2 separate regions of the Pan troglodytes genome follow, and region 2 is linked to region 1. A link is a contact called in public HiChIP or PLAC-seq data. All regions are on one chromosome and are shown on one strand. Each heading gives the region's core, a stretch centred on a gene start, on an enhancer-like site or on the middle of the called end of the contact. The rest is flanking DNA. Distances are from core to core; before and after follow the strand shown.

Evidence for each region. HiChIP or PLAC-seq counts read pairs in DNA pulled down with a chosen protein or histone mark.
Region 2: an H3K4me3 HiChIP or PLAC-seq map of stem cell-derived excitatory neurons shows a contact between it and region 1, with 13 times the contacts expected there. The contact joins the promoter of IER5L here to the promoter of LOC101059273 in region 1. A contact is called at or near these places in 4 of 7 Hi-C or Micro-C datasets (blood, induced pluripotent stem cells and stem cell-derived neural progenitor cells) and 1 of 1 datasets of contacts at active chromatin or transcription factors (stem cell-derived excitatory neurons).

What each region holds. Positions count from the first base shown.
Region 1 is chr11:8,963,593-8,969,144 of NHGRI_mPanTro3-v2.0_pri, forward strand. LOC101059273 reads right to left here and starts at 3,522. Exons shown (of 4, transcript XM_054658453.1): 1 at 1-3,522. The coding sequence starts at 2,329. The coding sequence ends at 1,727.
Region 2 is chr11:9,278,810-9,284,361 of NHGRI_mPanTro3-v2.0_pri, forward strand. It overlaps IER5L (immediate early response 5 like), which reads left to right and starts at 2,458. Exons shown (of 1, transcript XM_016946388.3): 1 at 2,458-5,160. The coding sequence starts at 2,667. The coding sequence ends at 3,875.

The DNA.
Region 1 (5,552 bases), core at 2,272-4,771:
CAGCTTTTCTGTGTGTGCAGTTGGGGGTTGGCCACAGTGGTGATCCCTGAGGTCCCTTCCTGCTCTGGCAGCCTGGCAGCTCCTCTGATGATCCATCCTTCAGGGAGCCAAGGACTCCCCGTGGAGGTCCTGCAGGGATGCCCAAGAGTTGGGTGGCTGGGAAACAGCTCACCGTGTGTTAGGCTGTAGACCTGAGTACCTGGCCAGGGACCCAGTCGTCCCCAGCAGTCTTGTCATCGTGACCGGCCTTCATCTCACAGGAACCCAGGCTGGGCTACGTAAATGAACTGAGCTGAACTGCCAGGTGCTGGGGTTCAGGCAGAGACCGGAGGCTAGAAGTTTAGGGGGGCCAAGTACTTGGGGCAGGGTTGAGCTTGGGTCCCCACACCAAGAGCTCCACAGTCATCTCAGGGACCCTTCAACAACAGCCCTGAGGGCTATGCATCCATTTTTTAGAGGAGGACATGATGGGGAGGCACAGTGGGGGACAGTGACCTGGCCGAGGTCACACAGCAAGAAGGAGTCTAGATTTGGCTTTTAACCACTCTGCCCCCAGCCTTGGGCAAAGGTGTTCAGTGTAGATGTGAGAGTGAACTGATAGAGAAGTTCTAGAAGGGGTCAGGTGCAGTGGCTCACCCCTGTAATCTCAGCACTGTGGGAGGCCGAGGCGGGCGGATCACCTGAGGTCGGGAGTTCGACACCAGCCTGGCCAACATGGTGAAACCCTGTCTCTACTAAAAATACAAAAATTAGCCGGGCATGGTGGAGGGCGCCTGTAATCCCAGCTACTCGGGAGGCTTAGGCAGGAGAATCGCTTGAACCGAGGAGGTGGAGGTTGCGATGAGCCGAGATCGTGCCACTGCACTCCAGCTTGGGCTACAGAACAAGACTCTGTCTTGAAAAAAAAAAAAAAGTTCTGGAAGAAACTCTGGGACATACATATGGTTATATGGGTCCATGTGTTCATACCCATGAGCATGGGTACCCCCTTGCTCCCCATCCCAGCACCTCTCCTTGCCCACCTCTGTCTCACTGCCTTTGTTTATTCGCCTGTGGTCACTGTGGACTCTGCTAGACCCTGAGCCTGTGAGGGCAGCGGCTGTCTTCCTGTTCCCTGCACACCAGCACGTGACTCGAGCACAGGCAGGAGGAAGGCGGATGGAAACACAGGCGCAGCCCAGGGCTGTTCCACCCTGTGTTCAGTCCCTTCCCTCCTTGGGCCTCTGTTTCTCATCTCTGCATATGGGGTAAAATGCCCCATCCTTAGTCCGGGCTCAGGTGAGCCGCTGGGTTCCTACTGGGCCATGGGAAGGGCCCTAATACCTGAAGGGCAGGGAGGATGAGGGCAGGCAGCTCAGCTGCCCTCCCTCCATCCTGGGGCCTGCCACCTCCCCTCTGTCTTCTCCTGATTCCGGTTCCCCACCAGGAAGGGCTCACTGTCCTGCTCAGCAAGTTCTCTCAACAAGCTGGGCAGCCAGGGGGGTGCTCTGCTGGACTGGAGGAGCCGATGTGAGCCCAGGCCACCCATGGAGGCTCCCTCTGAAGAGAGGGAACAGACAACCCAGCCACTTGTCAGGAACCCCGATCAAATACCCCACCCCCAAGGCTCAGCACTAAGTGTCCCAGGGGCCTGATTTGCAGGAAGGGCAGCAGGATGCTCACTTGGGGGTGGAACACTCACCTGAGGGAGGAACTGTACCTGCCGAGGCTTGGATTACCCACAAACTCAGCCCAGCAGGAGCCCGCTGGCTGTGCTAACAATGTCCACTGTGACGTTGCTGAGATTCTGCAAGGTTCTTTCAGTGTTAGCCCATTTTACAGAGGAGAAAGTTGAGGCTCCAGACAGATGTGAGCTTAAGCCTCTGGCCCAGTTCAAGTTTCCAAATATTCCAGAGGCCAGGGCCTGGGGCGGGGTGTGGGGCACCCCAAAGTCCAGGTGAGGGTGACCTGAGGGTGAAGTCTGGGTCTGGAGAGGCAACAGAGGGAGTGAGGACGGCTCCTGCCAGAAACAGGGGAGGGGTGTTTGAGACCTTGAAGGAGGTGGGACTGTGACAGTGGTGACTGTGGGAAGAGTCCGGGTCCAAGCAATAACTGGGAGAGACTTGGTGCAGGGCCCTGAGCTGAAATGGAGGAAAACGGAGCTGGATGGGTCCCTGCCCTCAATGGGGGGTAAATGCTGAGGCTGGGGGCACGAGCCCAGAGGAGGGCACCAGGGCAGCCTAGACATGAGCTCTATGGTCTGTGTGTGTTTACTGTGTGGCCAGAGCGTGTGAGGAGTGTGTGGAACCGTCTGTGTGATGTGGGAGTGGGGGGATAAGTGTATTGGCATATGGAGTGGGAGTGTGTATGTGTGCACGCATGCACGCTAGGGCATGCACCTTTGTGCCTGTGATCTGTGTCATGCAGTGTGTCTGTGCCTGTGTGGGATGTGGTCCCTGTGATGTGGGGAGTGTATGTCGGTGTGTGTGTGTGTTGTGGGGTGGTGCTAACTGGGACACTCTCCAGGGGAAGATCCTAACTCGGATGGAGGTGGAGGAGTTAACCAGGAAAATGGGAGAGGGACCAGCACGTGCAAAGGCCTGGAGGCATGAAGATGGAGCCTGGAGCACTGGAGGACTTGAAAGTGGTCCAGTGAGGCTGGGAGTAGGGAGGGAGAGGCAGGGGCTGGGAGGGACAGGGCAGGCCTTCCTCCACCAGTTTGAGTTCCATTAGCTTGAGGGTGTGTACAGCCAGGAGGGGTGGAGGGGCTGAGAGGAGGCCGAGCCACCACTGACCAGGTGGAGGGGTAGGGGGTGAGCCTGGACCGGGGCAGGTGCTGGGTGGAGGTGGGGGAGTGAGAGCCAGAGCTCTCAACCAAGCCTCTGGGAGGCCGCAGGGCCTGGGATCGCAGACGCGAGCCTAATCCCTGCTCAGCCCAAGAGCTGTAGCCAGAAGGTTCTTAGTTTCCCCTCAGTAAACTGAGGTTCAGGACATTTCTGGGGCACTTGCTCTGTGTGACTGGGCAAGGGCTGGGCAGGCATTTCCAGCATGAACACATTTTCCCAGGCCCACTGGTTGGAGGGCACCGAGGGGAGAAGGGGGACAGAGGAAAGGAGCCGGAAGCAGGAGCCAGAATTTGAACCTAGGTGGTCTGGCTCCAAGAGGGCCCTCTCACTTGACTTCAACAGTGACATTAGCCAACTTCAATAGTGACCCCAGTAGCCAGGCGCGGTGGCTCACGCCTGTAATCCCAGCACTTTGGGAGGCCGAGGCGGGTGGATCATGAGGTCAGGAGATGAGACCATTCTGGCTAACACGGTGAAACCCCGTCCCTACTGAAAATACAAATAATTAGCCGGGTGTGGCTGCGGGTGCCTGTAGTCCCAGCTACTCGGGAGGCTGAGGCAGGAGAATGGCGTGAACCCGGTAGGCGGAGCTTGCAGTGAGCCGAGATCGCGCCACTGCACTCCAGCCTGGGGAAAGAGCGAGACTCCGTCTCAAAAAGAAAAAAAAAAAAAAATTGACCCCAGTAGTGACAACAGTGACTCACCTGCCCCATGGGCTTCCAACTGAGATGGTTGTGCTCTCCTTTGACCCTGTATCCTGGGGGACTGCATACGGTAATTATATTGTTACTGCGCCTTTTTAGAGATGAGAAAACTGTGGTCAGTAGCAGAGTGGCCTGACCAGGGCTCCAACTCCCCCGTCCTACTGCAGATGATGTGGGGCAGTTTTCTTAGCACAGGCTGGAAGCTCTCTTAGGTAACACGTGGATGACAGCGTGTGACCCGGCAGAAAGGAATTGTAATTCCGGGTGGCTGTACGACCTTGGACGGTCCTTTTGCCATCTCTGGGCCTCGATTTACCCAACTGTACAATTCGCCCCGTGAGTCTAGGAAGATTTGCTGAGCGTCTGCCAACTGGCAGATGAGGAAACCGAAGTTCAGAGAGTTGAAAGCACTTGCCCCAGGTCAGGCGGCCGGCTTCGAAGCCGGATTCCGAAGGCGTGCCCTGCCCTCGGCCCCCAGCGGTGTCGTCTTGCCCCCAGGGGGCCGCGACGCAGGGCCGTTCCAGGCCCTGCCAGCCTGACGTCAAGCCCGGCCGGCGGGGCCTCGCTCTGCACAAACAGATGCCGCAGGCCAGCGTCGGGGCCGGGGGCGGCGATGACTCAGGGCCCCGAGACGGGCCGGGAAGCGGAAAGTTGTGTGCAGATGACATCAGCCGGCCGCGAGGGCGGGAGGGGGCCGGCTCCGGGAAACGGCGGCCTGGCGGGCGGCCCGGGGCAGGGGGTGGAGAGGCGGCCGCGGGGCGGGGGCGGGGGCGGGGACGCCGGGACGGGACGCTCGGGACCACGAAAAATGTCCCCACTCCCGCCCGCCCCGGACCCAGGCCCGGGAGCCCGGCCCCGCTTTTCGCCGGCGAGGAGCGGGCTTCACCCGCCTGCAAAGACTCCGCGCTCCCCCGCGCTCCGGAGGCAGCCGCATCCATCCTGCTGCGTCCCTGCATTTTAATTACCGCGGTATTAATATTCATGAGCCGGGACTCGAGGGGGACCGCGGGCTGTCATTTCCCTCGCCCGCCCTTCCCCCACCGCACCCCTCTTCCCGGGCTGAGTCGTGGGCTTTTTTCCTCCCGTTCCCAACCCCGCTCGCACCAACCGTTGGTGCGCAGCAGATTTGGGGGAGGGGGGTTGGTGTGAGTGTGAGCATGAGTGTGAGCGAGTGTGAGTGGGGAGGGGCCGAGTGTGAGTCTGTGCCTGTGTCTTTATGCCTGTGTGTACGTGCCTATGTGTGCCTGTGTGTCTGTCGGCAATCCCAGGGCCGTGTGTGCACATGTCTCTGATGTCTCTGTGGGGCTTGGAGAAGGGCCAAAGTCTGTCCAAGTTAGCAGGGCCTGACTGTACAAATGGGGAAACTAAGGCCTGGAGAAAGGCTGGGCCTTGTCCAAAGCCACCCCATAGGTCAGTAGCACAGGGAAGCCAGAGCCCAGGGTCTTGCGTTTGGCCGACTCTGCTCCCCGACTCTCCCGTGCTGTTGTTTGTAACAATGGCAGACAGGATGTGCTGAGCCGGCACCTCTCATATGGCCTTCCCAGCAAACCTGTGCAGCACGTGGTCCTGGCCGTCCCCCGTGCACACAGGGAAACTGAGGCAACTGGTCCAGCCAATGAGGGGTGGACTGGAGCCCAGAAGTGTCTGAATCCCAAGTCCCTGGGTTTAACGGCCCCACTGTGATGCCTCCTGGGGAATTGTGCAGTGTCCTCACTGGGGTGATCCGGGGGTACCTGGAAGTTCCTGGGTGCCCGGGCATCAGGGGGGTGTTTCCCCAGAAACACAGCCCACATTCTGTTTCCCTCCCAAGTCAGTCATCAGATGAGGCTGCCTTCCTGTGGCTCTCCCAGTCCCCCTCCGTCCTCTCCCCATCCCTGAAGCCTCCCAGGAGCTGCCCTGCACACCAGGCCTTCCTCCCTGGGCCTGAGGTCAGGCAATCACTCATTCATTCATCCAACAAATGCTTCAGTGCCAGTCGCTGTGCTAGGCACTGGGGATTCTCTGCTCCCTACTCTGGTCATCT
Region 2 (5,552 bases), core at 1,208-3,707, 310 kb after region 1:
TGCTGATAATATTTTCTGGAGCTGTGGGCTTGCAGTGTGCCAGACACTGTGGATCCCAGACTTCACTGTTGCATACGGAGTCCTCACAGCTGTAAAGCCGGTAAGAGCTCCCAGATCCCTCTGCATGCTAGTGATGTCTCAAAGGTGAACTTCAAACATAAATAAATAAAGTCTTTTTTTTTTTTTTTTTTTGAGACGGAGTCTCGCTCTGTTGCCCAGGTTGGAGTGCAGTGGCGCCATCTGGGCTCACTGCAAGCTCCGCCTCCCGGGTTCACACCATTCTCCTGTCCCAGCCTCCCAAATAGCTGGGACTACAAGCACCCGCCACCACGCCCAGCTAATTTTTTGTAATTTTTAGTAGAGACAGGGTTTCACTGTGTTAGCCAGGAAGGTCTTGATCTCCTGACCTCGTGATCTGTCCGCCTCGGCCTCCCAAAGTGCTGGGATTACAGGCGTGAGCCACCGCGCCCGGCCATAAATAAAGTCTTTGTGTGCCTTTAAGACAGGCACCAGGGAAGTGAAGGGCAGTGTATTTTTACTTCTACGTGTTATCACCTGAGCAAGTTCCACAGCCTGTAGGTCTGTATCACCAATAAAATGTAGGTAGGACATCCTTTATCTGAAGTCCCCTGAAATTTCAATCCTGGCTTCTCTGGGAGGAGGCCTGGAGAGGTGCTGTTGGTCACAGGGGCCCAAACCGTTTGAGACTGTTCGAGGGGGCCAAGGGAAAGGACACAGCACCAGCCCTGGGGCCATGTGATCTTGGGCAAGTCTCACGCTGTCAGTGTCCGAGTTTCCTCATCGGAAAAATGAAGTAAACACCCGCTAACTCTGTCTTCACTCTCAACGCCTGGCATGGAGTAGATGCTAAGAAACTTTTGCAGAAATCTTGGAAATTCTTAAGACTAAAGAAAGACCCAGAGACCACAGGGTGGGCTAGTGGGTCTCTCCACTCCCGCCAAGGGATGAAGTAGGTGCTGAGAACTCAGAAGGAAGCCCCAAAAAGCAGAGACTCAGAAGATCCCCTGAGGAGGCGGTGAAGCAGCAGGACGTCTGGTCATGGGCCTCCCCTGAGTCCAGCCCCACAAGGTCCACCTATCTCTGGGAGACTCTGCAGACCTCGTTCATCCTTCAGGGATCCACTCATGGACCCTCCTCAGGCCAACCTCCAGACCATTTCCAAGAGCCTCCAGAGCTGTCTGGGCAGCCCCCACCCCAGGCACCTTTGAAACCCCTGGGAGCAGCAACCAGCCCCCTTCAGGCCTCTTGGTCCAGATAGAGCGCCCCCAGGAATCAGCAATCCTGTCCCTCTCTTCTCCCACTGTCTCAGTCCCCAGCTGGGACCTGAAGGGTTCAGGATAAGAAGGAAAGCTGTGTCAACAGAAGTTAAGTCGGTGAGTCCCCGGGCCTTTGGTATTCACCTCCCGTCTGGAGCGCAGGGTCCTGTCCCAGCTCCTAGCTCCGCCCCCTGGGAACTGTGTGGTTCCCCAAGTCACTCCACTCCTCCGAGCCTCAGGCCCCTCCTCTACAAACGTTAGAGTGAGGCATTGGGGAGTTGCTGGGAAGGGCCTGCCCCATATTAGGCCCATAATAATAGTCCCTATTGTCATTATTATTAGTTAGGCACGAAAGGAAAGGTTACAGAGCTGGTGATTAGGGCACTCAGCGTTTCGGCTCTCAGGACGCCTTTGAGCCTCAGCTGGTCGCGAGGTCCACACACTCCCTGGGTCATGCCTGGCCTCGGAACTCTCTCCATCAGAGAAGGTCAAAATTCACGATGTTTTGGTTTTTCCTGTCAGACAAATGGGGAGGACTTCCCTTCCGCAAGCATTCCCAGAGGCCCCGCGACCAAAAAGTCAAGGAGTCAGGCCCTACATTCTCTGCGGTAGAGGGTACCCCCAAAACCTCGCTCCTTTGATGTTCCCCAGTGTCAAGCCGGCGGCTCCACCAGCCTCCTGTAGAGAGGCCTTGACTCCCGCGGGTCACTCGGGGGGGCGACAGGTGCGCAGGTGGAGGCGCCGCGCGGCCGGGGAAGCGATGAGCGGCGCGCACCTGCCGCAGGTGAGGCCCAGCCGTGCGGCAAGGGGAGGAGCCGTCGCCGCAGCACTCAGGTGAGCCGACCCCCGGCTCCCGGGACCTAAGGCGAGGGCAGCCGCGGGCTTCAACGTGGCCGCTGCCAGGCGACCTATGCTGCAGACTGCGGCCCCGGAGGCTCCGAGTCCCGCGCGGCGCGGCAGCCCCAGGAGAACATTCGAGGCAGCAGCGGCGTTGGAGGCCGGGGGTCCGTTCGGTATTTGAATAGCACAAAGGAACCGCCTTGGTCTGATTGGCCAGCCGAGTAGCCCCGGGGCGGGCTGCGCCTGTCACTCAGGAGACTCTCAGAGCTCCTATTGGCTCTTCTCATGTGGGGCGGGGCCGGGGCACCCGGCTAAATAGCTGGGGCCGGGGCCGGCCGAGACTCATTGCTTTGGCGCCGTCTGGGGAGCGCGAGCCCGCGGGTGGCGCGCGGCGCATGGTGGCGGCTCCTTTCGGAGCGCAGCCGAACCTCTGACCCGGACTCCGTTACCCCTGCCCGGCGCGCCCCGGCGGCCGGCTGGAGGCAGAAACAGCAGAAGCGTTAACAGCAGCAGCAGCGGCGGCTGCTCCGCCGCCGTCTCCGCGGGAGCATGGAGTGCGCCCTGGACGCCCAGAGCCTGATCAGCATCTCCCTGCGCAAGATCCACAGCTCCCGAACCCAGCGCGGCGGCATCAAGCTGCACAAGAACCTCCTGGTGTCCTACGTGCTCCGCAACGCGCGCCAGCTCTACCTGAGCGAGCGCTACGCCGAGCTCTACCGGCGCCAGCAGCAGCAGCAACAGCAGCAGCCGCCCCACCACCAGCACCAGCACCTAGCGTACGCGGCGCCGGGCATGCCGGCCAGCGCGGCCGACTTCGGCCCGCTCCAACTTGGCGGCGGCGGGGACGCGGAGGCGCGCGAGCCGGCCGCCCGGCACCAGCTGCACCAGCTCCACCAGCTGCACCTCCAGCAGCAGCTGCACCAGCACCAGCACCCGGCGCCCAGGGGCTGCGCGGCGGCGGCGGCGGCCGGAGCGCCCGCGGGCGGCGCGGGGGCGCTCTCGGAGCTGCCCGGGTGCGCCGCGCTCCAGCCGCCGCACGGCGCGCCCCACCGCGGGCAGCCCTTGGAGCCTCTGCAGCCGGGTCCTGCGCCGCTGCCGCTGCCGCCGCCCGCGCCCGCTGCGCTCTGCCCGCGGGACCCTCGCGCCCCGGCCGCCTGCTCCGCGCCCTCCGCGCCCCCAGGGGCCGCCCCTCCGGCCGCCGCCGCTTCTCCGCCCGCCTCCCCGGCCCCCGCCTCCTCCCCCGGCTTCTACCGGGGCGCATACCCTACCCCCTCGGACTTCGGCTTGCACTGCAGCAGCCAGACCACCGTGCTGGACCTAGACACTCACGTGGTGACCACGGTGGAGAACGGCTACTTGCACCAGGACTGCTGCGCCTCCGCCCACTGCCCCTGCTGTGGCCAGGGCGCTCCGGGACCGGGCCTGGCGTCCGCCGCCGGCTGCAAGCGCAAGTATTACCCTGGCCAGGAGGAGGAGGAAGACGACGAGGAGGACGCGGGCGAGCTGGGGGCCGAGCCCCCCGGGGGCGCCCCGTTCGCCCCCTGCAAGCGCGCCCGCTTCGAGGACTTCTGCCCGGACTCGTCCCCGGACGCGTCCAACATCTCAAACTTGATCTCCATCTTTGGCTCCGGCTTCTCGGGGCTGGTGAGCCGACAGCCGGACTCCTCGGAGCAGCCGCCGCCGCTCAACGGGCAGCTGTGCGCCAAGCAGGCGCTCGCCAGCCTCGGCGCCTGGACTCGAGCCATTGTCGCCTTCTAGGGACCCCCGAGGGCACAGGGACCCGGGGCCCCGCGGGGCTGGGGCCAGACAAAGACTCGGCAAAGGGGCGAGAGGAGGGAACGAGCGGGCGCCGGGCCACTCGGGGCTGAGCTGGGGGCGAGCGGGGGCAGGCGGCTGATGTTTTATAAATTGTAAAATAAAAAAAAAAATCTAAAATCTTGGACTTTATTTTTGCAGAGAGAAAAAGCGCCTATTTAAGTATGCTTTGTGTTTCTCCTACTCCTTTTTTCTTTTTATTGTAGTGATTGCAGTGGTGTTTAGCGAGGAGCCTACCACGTGAGGGAGGGCTGCTGCCCGGAGGAGGTGCCGGGCAGCCGGGGGCGAGGCAGGGCGCCCTGGCCGCCGGGGCGCGCCGGGGGCGCAGCGCAGGAGGGCGCCGGACCTGGGAAGCCGATTCCAATCAGTTGTCAGACCCGGGAAGCCCGACGTTGAACGCTCTCCCGAGTCCCTCTGTGGGGTGAGGAATGGGTCTTGTGAAATTCTGAGCAAAAACAAAGGCAAACTCTATCTCCGAAAGGGACGTTTGGGTCACATTTCCTCTCTGGGGGCGGACTCCAAAGTTCTCAAAATGAGAAGGCAGAAATGAAAACACTTCAACTTTTTTTTTCTTTTCTTCCCGGGGCGGGTGTCTTGAACCCCTCTTCTCCCCGCCCCTCTGGCTCCGTTCTCCTCCCCTCCTCCACCCGTCTCCCGGACTCGGGGGTGGCGCCTGACACCCCGACACTCTCGGACACTGTTTGGGTAAGGGGTGGGGGGCGGACACGGCGGACTACATTTCCCATCATGCCCAGCACTGCGGTCCTCACTAAACAAAAAAGGAAGTCAATTCCTTCACCTGGATCCCCGGCGGCCCCGGGGGAGGGAGGGGCCGGGACCGCCGACTGCGTTGGAGACTTTGCACTAAGTTCCTGGTCAGCTGTGTTTGTGTGTGTGCTTCTAAGTTGCACTGCCTTGGTTCAGCCTTCGGTTGCATTTCATGAAACCAGCATTGTTCGAGCCTGTGAGAACCCCGTCCTGTGTCTTCAGCTCGATAGATTTGTTTAATTTAAAAGCCTTTTGTTGTAAAAAGGTGGGGTTCGTCTGCAGCCCCTCTGGTTCTCTGCCATCAGCACCGTGTGGACTCCAAAACGAGTTGCCAATCCTTCCTTTATCGGCCCTTTTCCCTCGTTACCCTGTATTTTTGTGCATACTGAATTGTATATCACCGGGTAAAACTGTTCAGATTGTTTAAATTTATAATCTTAATAAAAAGTCGATTACAGAAGATGGTGGTGCCTTGTTTTCAGATATCTGGGGGCGTCAGAGAGGATAGAGAGGTGTGGGGAGAGACCCCGCCCACCCCCATGTAAACCCCAGTTCTCTTCGGTCTGGGCGGGCGGGATCTACCCACATCCGCAAGGTCGGCGGTGGGAGAATGGGGGGTGATGGTGGTGGCTGGGGATGAAGCGGGTGCTGCGCGTCTCTCGGCCGCCCCCGCTCCAGGGGGGTCCTGTCCCCCACGGGAACTGGCCGCCCCGGGGTCTCCAGCGGGAAGCGGAGCCAGCCTCCAGCACATTTCCTGCCCAGGCACAGGCGCAGGGCCTGGTCGGCCTCGAGTCTGAGCTCTCTGTGGCCGGGGAAAGCAGCCGGGGGACGCCGGGGGTTTCAGGGCCACCC